Regions from separate parts of the Mus musculus genome. Here region 2 is linked to region 1. Evidence: chromatin contacts called from public HiChIP or PLAC-seq data. All regions are on one chromosome and are shown on one strand. The core of a region is the stretch at or near the end of the contact, and the rest is flanking DNA. Distances in the headings are between cores, read along the strand shown. Region 1 has its middle 34 kb from the start of Tafa3. Region 2 has its middle 7.1 kb from the start of Wnt2b.

What was found. HiChIP or PLAC-seq counts read pairs in DNA pulled down with a chosen protein or histone mark.
Region 2: a contact with region 1 is called in a FOXA1 HiChIP or PLAC-seq map of pancreatic cancer cells. The contact joins two enhancer-like sites. A contact is called at or near these places in 2 of 39 promoter capture datasets (the C10 cell line and embryonic stem cells), 1 of 15 datasets of contacts at CTCF or cohesin (embryonic stem cells), 2 of 484 Hi-C or Micro-C datasets (bone marrow-derived macrophages and natural killer cells), 7 of 115 datasets of contacts at active chromatin or transcription factors (bone marrow-derived macrophages, embryonic stem cells, microglia and 2 more) and 2 of 9 other capture datasets (adipose tissue and liver).

Annotation. Positions count from the first base shown.
Region 1 is chr3:104,740,293-104,746,763 of GRCm38.p6, reverse strand. No RefSeq gene overlaps it. Among named protein-coding and RNA genes, the nearest start is that of Tafa3, 34 kb to the left of the region's middle. Within about 2 kb of position 4,668, at least 32 of the 459 cell types and tissues checked have an H3K27ac peak or open chromatin away from gene starts, as enhancers often do. A contact at or near this core is called in pancreatic cancer cells, where this site is marked.
Region 2 is chr3:104,965,502-104,972,138 of GRCm38.p6, reverse strand. No RefSeq gene overlaps it. Among named protein-coding and RNA genes, the nearest start is that of Wnt2b, 7.1 kb to the right of the region's middle. Within about 2 kb of position 3,963, at least 231 of the 459 cell types and tissues checked have an H3K27ac peak or open chromatin away from gene starts, as enhancers often do. A contact at or near this core is called in pancreatic cancer cells, where this site is marked.

The sequences.
Region 1 (6,471 bases), core at 3,419-5,918:
AATGAGTGTGGAAGGGGCAGGGTTTAGAATGAGAGTGGGGCAGGAGACAACCTGTCTGTAGGAGCAGCCTCTTCACCTAGTGTGACCAGGAGGCAGAGAAAGCTAGATCAGAATCAGTGTCAAGTAGTGTCAAAGGCCAGGCATAGTGGCCTACTTCCCCCTAGCCAGACCCTAGTTCCCAAAGGATCCAAGTCTCCCAAACAGCAGCACAAGCTGGGGATACGCATTCAAAACATGAACCTGAGGGCATGGAAGCCAACGCTCAGCCCGAGTTCAGAGTTGTTGTTGTTGTTCCTCCTCCTCTTCTGTTTATACAAAAGAATAGGATTTTTATGTTTTAGTTAAAACTGAAAAGTTCACATATTGCCCGGGGGGAGGGGGTTGAGTCTGGTCCCCCTCCCCACCATTTTGTCTCAGCTACTAATCTGTGAAGGTAACATGGCCATTTGTCATGTGGCAGTGCTGACCTTGCTGGGCCATAGGCCCATGGTATAGGCCAGCATTTACTTCCTGCACCTGGCTGGTTAGACCTGTTGATGCTTCTCCTACTTGGCCCTCAGTTCTATATGCCAGATGCGGCACTTGTTGCCAGCAAGGCTTAATTTTCTTTTTCTTTCTCCCTGTGAACCACACTCACCTCCAGACAAGTCAGAGATGAGGGGAATGGATGTCATCACAAACAATAGCACAAACACATTGTTGTTGTGTTTATTATTATTATTATTATTATTATTATTTATTAATTTTTAGAAAAATAATCTCTTATCCTAGAAATTTTGAAAGCTAACTGTCTTAATCAGGGTTTCTATTCCTGCACAAACATCATGACCAAGAAGCAAGTTGGGGAGGAAAGGGTTTATTTAGCTTACACTTCCACGTTGCTGTTCATCACCAAAGGAAGTCAGGACTGGTACTCAAGCAGGTCAGGAAGCAGGAGCTGAAGCAGAGGCCATGGAGGGATATTACTTACTGGCTTGCTTCCCCAGGCTTGCTCAGCTTGCTCTCTTATAGAACCCAAGACTACCAGCCCAGGGATGGCACCACCCACAATGGGCCCTCCCCGATTGATCACTAATTGAGAAAATGCCTTACAGCTAGATATCACGGAGGAATTTCCTTACCTGAAGCTCCTTTCTCTATGATAACTCCAGCCTATGTCAAGCTGACACACAAAACCAGCTAGTACACTGACAAATCATATCTTTTTCTTTCTTTTTGAAAAACAGGATTGTGGGCCAAGGAGATAGCTTAATGGACAAAGCATTTGCTATATGACCCTGAGGATCTGTGTTCAGATCCCCGGAACCATGTAAAAAGCTGGAAGTGGAGCCAGCAAGATGGCTTAGCAGGGTTAAGGAACTTGCTGCCAAGCCTGAGGACCAGAGTTCAAACCCCGTGAACCCCACAGTGGAAGGAAGAACCAACTCCTGCAGGTTGTCTTGACTTCCACATATGCTGTGGCACATATGTGCCACACAGATACAAAACAAATAAAATGCAATACTAGTAATTATTAAAAGTTGGATACAATAGCACAGGTGTCTATGAGTATGTCCCTAAGGGTATGACAGAGGGAGAGATGAAGCATCACTGGGGCTCACACGACTGCTAATCTAGCTAGGCAGAAGTAAACCACAGGAGAGACCTTGTCTCAGTGGCTCTCCAACCTCAACCTGCATTCCATGGAACACTCACTCACACACAGTGACAGGCACAGAACACTCACTCACACACAGTGACACTCTCGGAACACTCACTCACACGCAGTGACAAGCACATGTAACATTCTGATTCTTTTCTACTGCATCCTAACCTCACCTCTGCATGAAGCAGCAGCAGAGAGCATCCAGCAAAGAGCTGCCTGTTCCCACCAAGGCAGGGAATCTTTCTGTTCATGCCCGCCCCTAAGGAGTTCACGTTCAAGTAAGCAATCTTAAGTAGAGTGATACTGTGAAACAGGCTCCTTCTTGCTTACTATCTCCATTCTAGAGAGACCATTTGTGCAAGCTTGGTAAATGACATGACTAGGATTTCAGTTCAAGTCTGTGTGACTGAATAGTTTCACCCACTTTAGGTGGCCAGAAGTTCTTGTCCATTTTTCCTTCTGGTGATCCTGTCTCCTCTACTGCTAATGTCATAAGTCATTACCCCTTCCCTGGATGGCAAAATTTCCTGGTAATAGCTTCTTAGTCTTGTTGCCTTCAGTCCCACTTCTTCTCCTTCTTCCTCTTCTTCCTCTTCCTCTTCATCTCCATCTCCTCCTCCTTCTTTTCCTTCTTTTTCTTCTCCTCTTCCTCCTCCTCCATTATTTATTTCATTTATATGAGTACTCTGTAGCTGTCTTCAGACACACCAGAAGAGGGCATCAGATCCCATTATAAATGGTTGTGAGCCACCATGTGGTTGCTGAGAATTGAACTCAGGACCTCTGGAAGAGCAGTCAGTGCTCTTTACCACTGAGTCATCTCTCCAGCCCCTCCAGTCCACTTCTACATCACTGTCAAAGTCTTCAAAAGCAGAAGTCAACCAGGCTGCTCTTTGTGCCATGATACCAACATCACACTGCTCAAAAAAAAAAAAATGTTCATGCCTCTCAGGTCTCTGCCTATCTGTCTTTCTGTCCTCATGATTTCATGCCCACCCCTACCTCTAAACTCCAGTCCTACTGACTCCCTACCTGAGTTTCCCCAAGCTACTCTTGGGGAAGTGGTTTAACTACCCTGGGTCCCATAGTTCCTCATTTGTAAAGGAAATTTTGCTCCATAGGACTATGGCAGGCAGTAAATGAAAGAATACTTCAACAAAGTCTCGTAACTAAATCTGCTGTGCTCACATATCCTGTAAGAATGATGGTGTCACTGTAACTGCAGTTGGGGCAGCCTCCTCTTCTTCACTTAGCAAACCCTAGGCAACTCTCAGGGCTCACCTTTCTACCGTCCTGTCTTTACAGACATCCGAGATTAGAACCTGAATAACACAGCCTTTCAGGGGAGATTCAGTTCTTAGTCAACCTGTCTGTCTTACTCTTCCTGTACCTGAAGACCCAGGATTCCAAACACTGTGTCTCACTGACTTCGTTTCTTGGCACACAGAACAACATCTGGTTCCTGGCCTGTGCTCAGGACATGTTCAGCTCGTGAGTAAGCAGGGTAGTGTGGTCCCAAATGAAGGGATTGGATATTCGGATAGGGGATAACTATAGTCATCACCCCTGCTGGGGTATAGATTCTTTGCACAGTGCATGGACATTTATGCTTCCCACCCCTGGAAAAGAGGCTGCTAATCTCCCGTCATTCCACCCTCCTAGCAAAGCCTCCACCCCCCACCCCAACATCTGGCTCAGCCTGATGAAATGATGGATTACTGAGTCCCTTCAGCATGCCCAGTTAAAGCCACTGCCCACAGCTGTTTGAATTTCATCAGAACTGTTGGCAACCTTTCTGCCCAGCCCCCAAAGCCCACAGCTAGTAGGGAAATTTCAGTGAACAACCTTCAGATCAGCTGCAGTCTGTTTGTAGCTTCTTTTTAATCCAACAATCTTCTAATTTCCAAGCACAGATGAGTCAGATGAGAACCAGGAAGGGAGCTATACACCCAAGGTCCCCAGAGATGCATGCTCTCCTTCTGAGAAAAGCTGAATTTCCTGGAGGAGATATGTGTTAATTACCTTTTTCATTACTGTGATGAAATACATAACAAAATGACTTAAGGAAGAAAGAGTTGGTTTTTGGCTTACAGTTTGAGGGAGTAGCGCCGCAGCAGGAACGCAGCAAGAGCAGCTAGTCACACTGCATCCACCGTCAGGAAGGACACACAGAGAAAGATGAATGCTGGGGCTCCACACTCTTGCTACTTTGTATTCAGTCTGAAACATTCAGAGCAGGTGTTCCCTCCTCAGTTTCCTTTGTTAGAAACAGCCTCACTGCTCTTCCTAAGGTCCTGAGTTCAAATTCCAGCAACCACATGGTGGCTCAAACCATCTGCCCTCTTCTGGTGTGTCTGAAGACAGCTACAGTGCACTTAAATATAATCCCAAATAAATCTAAAAAAAACAAAAGAAGAGCCGGGTGTGGTGGTGCACGCCTTTAATCCCAGCACTCGGGAGGCAGAGGCAGGTGAATTTCTGAGTTTGAGGCCAGCCTGATCTACAAAATGAGTTCCAGGACAGCCAGGGCTATACAGAGAAACCCTGTATCGAAAAAACAAAAACAAAAACAAAAAAAAGAAGAAAGAAACAGCCTCATAGACATGGCCAGAGGTATGTTTCCATCGAGATTTATTTAATTTGTTCAAGTTGACAATGAAAACTGGCCATAACTGTCTTAGTTAGGGTTTTACTGCTGTGAACAGACACCATGACCAAGGCAATTCTTATAAGGACAACATTTCACTGGGGCTGACTTACAGGTTCAGAGCTTCAGCCCATGATCATCAAGGCAGGAGCATGGCAGCATCTAGGCAGGCATGGTACAGAAGGAGCTGAGAGCTCTACATCTTCATCTGAAGTCTATTAGCAGAATACTGACTTCCAGGTAGCTAGGATGATGACATTAAAGCCCACACCCAGAGTGACACACCTATTCCAAACAGTCTACATCTCCTAACAGTGCCACTCCCTGGGCAAGCATGTGCAAACTATCCTAGTTCCTAGTGACTCAGTGACGGGAGCTGACAGGGAAAATAAAAGCCCTTCCGCATTCAGGTCTGCAAACATCTAACTCAGCTCTGTTCTTCCAACCGGAGACCTTCAGAGGTCTCACTGATGCCCTCTATTCCTGCCCTGATGAACCTGGGTGTCCACATACTGTTGGCCTCTACAGAAAGACCATGGCTGGGGGCCTGTGAGATGGACATTGAAAGTGCTTGTTGCTCAAGCCTGATAACCTTACTTTGATTCTTGGGTTCCATGGTGATAGGAGGACCAGCTCCTGAAAGTTGCCCTCTGACCTCCAAATACATATCTAAAAAACAATCTATATCTATCTATCTATCTATCTATCTATCTATCTATCTATCTATCTACCTATCTTAAATTAGAAGGACTAGGACTGGGGAGATGGCTCAGTGGTTAAGAATACTGGTTGTGCTAGGAGTGGTGGACTTTAATCCCAGCATTTGGGAGGCAGAGGCAGGTCGATCTCTGAGGCCAGCCTGGTCTACAGAACAAGTTCCAGGTCAGCCAGGCTACACAGAGAAATTCTGTCTCAGAAAGAAAGAATGGAAGGAAGGAAGGAAGGAAGGAAGGAAGGAAGGGAGGGAGGAAGAAAGGAAGGAAGGAAGGAAGGAAGGAAGGAAGGAAGGAAGGAAGGAAGGAAGGAAGGAAGAGAAAAAGAAAATAGGGGGAGAAAAAAGGGAAAAAGAATTCTGGTTGCTCTTCCAGATGACCTGGGTTCAACTCTCTGTACACATGGTGACCCATAACTGTCGGTAACTCTAGCTCCTTGGAAATCCGTAGCTTTTCCAGGTACCAGGCATGTAAGTAGTGCACATACATGCTGTACTGGCTAGTTTTGTGTCAACTTGACACAGCTGGAGTTATCACAGAGAAAGGAGCTTCAGTTGAGGAAATGCCTCCATGAGATGCAATTGTAAGGCATTTTCTCAATTAGTGATCAAGGGGGAAAGGCCCCTTGTGGGTGGGACCATCTCAGGGCTGGTAGTCTTGGTTCTATAAGAAAGCAGGCTGAGCAAGCCAGGTGAGGCAAGCCAGTAAAGAACATCCCTCCATGGCCTCTGCATCAGCTCCTGCTCCCTGACCTGCTTGAGTTCCAGTCCTGACTTCCTTTGGTGATGAACAGCAGCATGGAAGTGTAAGCCGAATAAACCCTTTCCTCCCCAACTTGCTTCTTGGTCATGATGTTTGTGCAGGAATAGAAACCCTGACTAAGACAAATTGGTACCAGCAGAGTGGGGTATTCCTGTGACAACCTGACCATGTTTTGGGGAGGTCTGTGGAAGGACTTTGGAACTTTGGTCTTGAAGATCCATTTGTTGTTAAGAGCTCTGTGGGATGTTGTGTAGGAGCTTGGAAGATAATGTTGAGAACAGTGCAGAAGATGGAGGCCTGGCTTGTGAAATTTCAGAGGGAAAATTAAAGACTCTTTTCAGGGCCATTGCTGTTTTGATTGTGAAGATTCTGTAGTTCTGGTTAGCTGGGGCTGAAGAATCAGCTGTGATTAACAAGATACCAGAACTACTGAAGCAAAAGCTTTGCATTACTGGGACTATTGATGCTGGTTAGCTGGAGCTAAGAAATTAGCGGTGATTAAGAAGAGACCAGCATCATTGAGGTGACATCTTCTGGGAAGTGTTTTCTGAGAGCACAGTGGCTGTGTTCCAGATATAGCCAAAGTTGTACCTTGTGCTGTGGCTGGACTTGGTAATGTGTAAGAGTCACCCAGGTGGTACTGGTTTTGAAGGCATGAAGGAGTTGAGCAGAACAGCTGAGGCTTGGCACTGTGAGAGGCCATG
Region 2 (6,637 bases), core at 2,714-5,213, 230 kb before region 1:
AAGTTTTCTCTTTTGTTGGAGGCTAAAGCTAGAGGTGCCTGACATGAAGGACTAGAGTTGGCTACATACCACAACTCTAGACAACAGCGAGAGTGCAATAGGAAAGGGATTAAGGAGTTTATTTTTGAGTTTCTAAGGTCTGTGTATATTTCACATTTATTATGTCTGTCATTCTACCATTTTGTTCAACCTGGTCTATATAACTTTGTACCTGTTGTTCTAATTGTTGTTTCCATATTTTATTTTTTCTTTATTTTGTATCTTTAACATTTTAATATCTTCTTTCTTCTGAATTATTAATTTCAGCAAAGTCTCCTTTAAGCCTGGTGAATTTTTTTCCTAAGGCCCTGTTTTTCAAAAAGACATAGCAAACTAAAATGCTTTTTAGGATAAGAATGAAACTTAATATCACAATAACTATAAAGTGTCATGTTTTAATTTTCCCTGTCTCTTCTTTCTGTCTTCCTTGAACCTCTTAGAATGGAAGTATACAAAGCCCAAAAGGTCTTTACTATGTTTTACTCCTTTATATGTTTTGTTTCTTTAAAATTATCAATTTCAATATATTTATACCTATGATGTTTTATATTTAGTTCCTTTTACTTTTAGCACAAAAGTGTGATTTTTAAACAATTTTACCTGATTGGGAGGTCTGTTCTTTGAGTTCTGCTTCCGTGTTTGTGTTATCAGCAGTTCCACCTCATTCTTTCAGCTCACAGAGAAGAGGTGTGTTTCTGCCTTTTACCTGTAATTTGGAATACCTTACTCAATTCTAATTCTTCAACCATTCTGGGAAGTTGTAGGGTTAAAAGTATTGGCTTCTTAGGTCAGCACGCATCTATCCAGAAGTAGCCCCTTTGGTCCCATCTAGTTACCTGGCTTTGCCCCATTTAGGTAGACTCTTAGCCTGCAGGAGTAGCTTGGTTAGCTACCTAAGGCTCTTATGCCTGAGGCAGTGGCCAGAAAAGCTACAGAGTTGTCAAGTAACCTTTCCTATGTAAATAGCTGGGATTTCATATGCAATCCCGTGTTTGACTCTTTCCTCTGTGGCCTCAAGTCACTGCTTGGTCCATTTGACCCTGGCCAAAGATCCTGTCCCCATGGTTTGCAGAGGCCCAAGTTCTTTACCAGATCCCTGACCTCTACTAAGTGGCAGAGCCAGCCAGTCCTTTAGAGAAAATCTCAGAGAGATTGCCTTTGCTAAACTGTTAAATTTTGCTGAGAGTGTTAGTTTAAGCTTTGCTAAGAGTGTTAACTTAAATTTTCCCTCTAAAATATTTTTGTTTTAAGACCTGAGTATGAATTTTAAGAGTATGGATAGCATGCCCCATGTTGGGCGCCATATTAATAAATGAATTATTCTTCATATAAGTGTAAACAGTGAATTAATCTGGCAACTGTATTTCTTTACTTTATGCTAGTCCCCAATGACCACACAGAGCAACCAATATTTATTTTAAAATCCACCTCAATAGCTGAGCATTTAAATGATTGACCTTAGCTTCCTATGCTAATCTGGCTACCACCCAGCCCCATCCCAGAATACTTGCATAGTATTCTTGATCTGGCTCTTTGGGCTTCAGCTGTGTTTCCATGATCTCTCCCTGTACCTCTTTCTCATGGTTCCAAATTCCATCCTCCTGAGGGATCTGATTCTCCCCTTCTCCCTTCTCCTTCCTCTGGTTGGCGGAAGTCCCGCCCTATTCTCTATTCTTCCCAGCTATTGGGTGATCAGCAATTATTGACAAAGCAGAGAATAAATGGTAAGAACTGTTTACACAAACTTGAGACAGGAAATTCTTGGTATAAGCATTACAATGCTGAGTCTGGATTGAAACCAGATATGAGGTCAGAGAAATCAGCATTTGAATAATGCAAAGATAAAATTTATACAATGTACAAAAACATTATGCCTACACAAATGTGTCATTTAACCCAGGCTGGACTAAGTATCTTTATGTAGCTGAGGATGACCTTGAATTCCTGACCCTTCTGCCTTTACCTCCCAAGTGCTAGGACTATACCACCAAGCCAGGTTTAATTTTATTTTTTATTTTTTATTTTTTGGTTTTATGAGACAGGATCTCTCTGCAACACCCTCAAATTCACTTTATAGACCAGTCTGGCCTTGAACTTACAGAATTCCACCTGTCACAGAACTCCACCTGTCTCTCCCTTCAGAGCATGAATTAAAAGCATGCACTACCACACTCAGCTTCAAGCCAGATGTTATTGTTAGTTTTGTTTCTATCTATCTATCTATCTATCTATCTATCTATCTATCTATCTACCTACCTACCTATCATTTGTCTATCTATCCAGAGTGTGTGTGTGTCCCTGTGCCATGATATACATGTGGCAGTCAAAGGACAACTTTTGAGAGTCACTTTCTTCTACCATATGGCTTGGTAGTAGACATCTTTGCCTGCTGAGCAATCTCACCAACTTGCTCATTTCAAATAAATAAATAGATTTCTTCTATTTCCTCCTAATGTCCTCATTATTTTTTAGGCTCCATTCTGGAAATACTATCCCTAGCATATTACAAAAAGAAACAAATAAGGAAATTATTTTCAGCAGGATGTAATGATGCATATCAATAACCCCAGCCTGTGGTGGACTGAGGTGGAAGGGTTGAGAGTTCAAGGCCAGCCTGGATTGCACAGCAAGAACCTGTCTCGAAAATAAATAAATAAATAGATAGATAGATAGATAGATAGATAGATAGATAGATAGATAGATAAATTCCTCGGATGGATTTGTCCGATATTTTTCTCCTGGTTTCTCATGACACTGGGATTACAAAAAGGGGTCCCAGAGGAAGGAATCCTGACCCTATCATTCCCGTGGTTTTGCCTTTTGTCAGAAATGCAGTCGGAGCCACAGCTTCTCAGGTCCACTTCTCTCTGCTAGTGATATACAGGGGAAGCTCCTCCAGGCCTCATAGCTCATTTTATCACTAAAAACATTCCATTCTCTGTATGCACAGCTCACGTCTCCATTCATCTCTGAAGGGCATGTCAGTTGCTCCCCCATCCTGACAGTTATGGAGAGAGTAGCTATCAGCCTCTGTGTGCAGGATTTTATGTGGCCATCCCAGTGAATGGGTGCAATTATTTCGTTACGCGGTAAGAGTATATAGCATTTCCTATGACATCCCTGAGCTGCCTTCCCAACTCACTGGGCCATTTTACCATTTCTCTAGCAACAAATGTGGTCCTGTTGCTCTGTAGCAACAAGAGACTTAAGTGTTATTTTTGTCATTGGGGCAAAAACTATTGCCCTGACTCCAATAATGTTGAGCCTGATGCCCCGGCTAAAGTATTTGTCAGGTTTCTCCCATGGTAAATTCCATTTCCCTTCCCCACACCATAGCTGTGTTGTGTGTGTTAGGAAGATGTCAGAATGTGCAGCGCACACTTAAGGATTAGAATCATACTTCGTGTCGCTGAGTGTGCAGTGTCTACATAAGTTTCTTGGAAGTCTTCCTACATGGGAGACTTGTCCTTTCCCCATTTATTTATTTGTTCAGTTGTTTATTTATATTAGTTCAGACTCGTGGATATTTGTTTTATTCTTTGGATTACTATCAAGAAATGTTTTTATGTTGTTGCTCATGGCCTCCTCGGCTGGCCATCAGGGACTTTATCAGTTGGTCCCTGTGTTTCTGTTACTCCAGTGACCGTGAGTGACAGTAATTCACCTAAACAAAAGAAGCCCTCTGGAGGAACCTCGGTAATATTTGTGTTTCTAAGATCAAAAAGTCTGAGGACGTCCAGGGATTCCTTACCCATGCTGGTTTCAGGTACGTTTGGTTCTAGGCGCTGCGGTCCTGGTGGAATCCCTGAACGTCACACTCTTCCACTCTTGGAAATATCTCCCTTCTCTGTGTCCAGACCTATCTGAAACCCAGGGATCCCCAAAATGAAACTCGGCCCTCTGTCTTTCCAGAAAACGCCACGGCGGGGCGCCCTGCGCACGGGGTGCATTCCAGCCGGCCGCGAGCGTTGCAAAGGACTGGGCGTCTGGGCTCGCTCAGTCGGGTCCCCGCGGAGCCCCGGCCTCGCCCGACCCCGGCGACCTGCCTCACCCCTGGGTCTGCGGCGTCTCTCTGGGCCACGTCCGTGCGTTGTGACGCCTAGAACAGAGGGATGGCGGCGAGAGTGGTCCGCGGGCTCCACTCCCCTGGACGCCCTCCCGCCCTCCGCCGACCATTCCCACAGAGAGCAACCGGGCCTTCCCGGCCCAGACGCCGCCCTTCTCTCGCTTTCCTCGGTCCGGCTTTCTCGGCAGGGCAGACCCTTAGCCAGCGAACTAAAAGCCAGCGATAAACAGCTGCAGCTGGAGACCTGGCTAATTGATACAATAAGTTCTGTAATTGCCTCGAAAATAAGGTAATGATTTGGCAGAGGGAATGCTTTGATCTTATCAGCCCAGAGAGATCTCTCCAAGGAAAATTCAGGGACTTGGTTGGAGGCTTCCAATTTGAAGTGCAATGCCGAGGGCCAGCCTGATCCCCACCCCACCCCTCCCCCACGTTCCCTATGTCCTTCTGCAAGTTCTGGGCTTTTCAAGAAGGGATTGCCAAGTCCTAAAATGACCGAAAAGTACACACAATTAGGCCGTGAGATATGCGTTGAAGAGGGGTAGATTCTGGACTGTTCGGGAACAGGGGAATAGCTGAAATGCATAATCCAGTTCTGGAAAGCCTGCAGAAGAGACTGGAATGGAGGTGGGAGGCAAGCTTGGCTCAAACCTCAGCCTTTTTTTTTTTTTTTTTTTTTAAACACAGGGAGGCTTGCTGACTTGGCCTTTACTCGAAGGAGGGGGTCCAGAGGAGAGAACCTTGTGTGCCCTGCCTTTCCAAGAACACACACACACACACACACACACACACACACACACACACATACACACACACAAATACGCACACACACACACACACACACACACACACACACACACACACACACGGCACTGTGGGTGTCCTTGCCTGGCAGAGGCTCCAGCACAAAGAGGATTAGAGAGATGAGCTAATCTGGTTTGTATCCCAGACATGGCCCCAGAAAGGGACCCTGTCTACACTGATGTTTAAGGGAGTGGAGTAGTGACGAATCTTGCTTTGAGGGCCTTGCTGGCTGACACTAACAGGGACTCTCCCCATTGGCGTCCTTAAGACGCTCGAGTCCAGGCTTCAGGGTCAAATTTAGAAGCAGAGGCAGAGGCCTTGGGCATAACAGGATGGCGTATGCTAAAGGAAGAAGAGATAAAGACAGAGGACGTTCCACAGCAGAAAGTTGCTCTCCATCCTCTCCATCTACTCTAGTCCCAGTGTGGGGAAACTGAGGCCCAACGTGGGGAAGTGACTTACAGTATTGTAAATAGTGCCTAAGTTCTGCATTGAGTTGAAGGTAGGAAGCATTTTGTTTTTAAATCTTTTCTGGCCCTTGTACTGCAGGAGCTGAGGGTAGAATAAAGTCATGCACCAGAGAACGTATAGAGGCAGGTCCTGGAGAGAGTCAGAAAGCCAGACACCGAGAAACAGATGGAGACGAGAGAGAAAAGAAAGAAGAACATGGGTCACAACTGTGCATCCCTCTCTCTCCCTTTCTCCCTCTGTCTCTGTCTCTGTCTGTCTGTCTGTCTGTCTGTCTGTCTGTCTCTCCCCTCTCTCTGAAGAGAAGGGGGCAAGGGAGAGACCGACAGAGGAATAGGGAGACAGAGACAGACAGAAGGCCAACCAGGAGATAGCCAAGTGGCAGAACTGAGAAAGAGGGGCAGACAAATATCTAGACAGAAATAAAAGCCAGACCAGTGAGACCAGGAAACAAAGCTAGAAAGCGGGCTAGGGCTAGACACGGAATCACAAGCTTGAGAGAATGGTACCCCAGAGAGGAGATGGGGAGAAAGCCTGAGAGCTGAGGAAGGTCATGTGAGAGGGGGTGACAGTGGGTCTGCGGATTTGGGCTCACTGGGAGCAATCTAACATCCGGATCAGCCTGGGGCCTAGAACAGACATCAGGCAAGAATGAGAGCTCAGTGCTTAGCCTACGTGGTTCAGGCACATTGGGGGAAAGGTTGAAGGTAAAATGGGAACCTGCCTTTGAGGAGGTCAGTGATCACCCAGGATCCCAGTAGCACACCCCGGGCCACCTGCCCAGAATGGCCCTCGGCCTGTCCACTGCCTGGCTCCAGGCTCCTCACAGCTCAAGTGCTAAAAGGCTCCAGCCCACCCTGAAGCTCTCATCTCCCTTGTTTCCTTTCCTGGTGTCTCTTCTCCTTTTTGGTTCTCTGGGGACATTTGCTCTGTTTAGCCACTTACTAATTGAGAGGAATGCTGTGCCATCGAGCCCCCCCTCCATGGGGCTGGATGTTCCTTTTTCCTGTGGCCCCACCACCCCCAAGCTTGATTGGCCTAGCCTCTTTGAGACAGTTCCACGCCTCGCCTGAGAGCTCATAAATACCAAGCAGAGGCCACTGAGGCTGTGTAACAAGCCAAGAACCCCATGGCATTCTCCTTTAAAACCTTTGGGTTCTTCTCAGGCTCCCCTCTTGTCCCCAGTCACCTGGGGTGGTGTAGCAGGGCAGGAGGTGGGGCATCGGGCATGGTGTGAACCTGGCCCCAATTCAAAAGAGA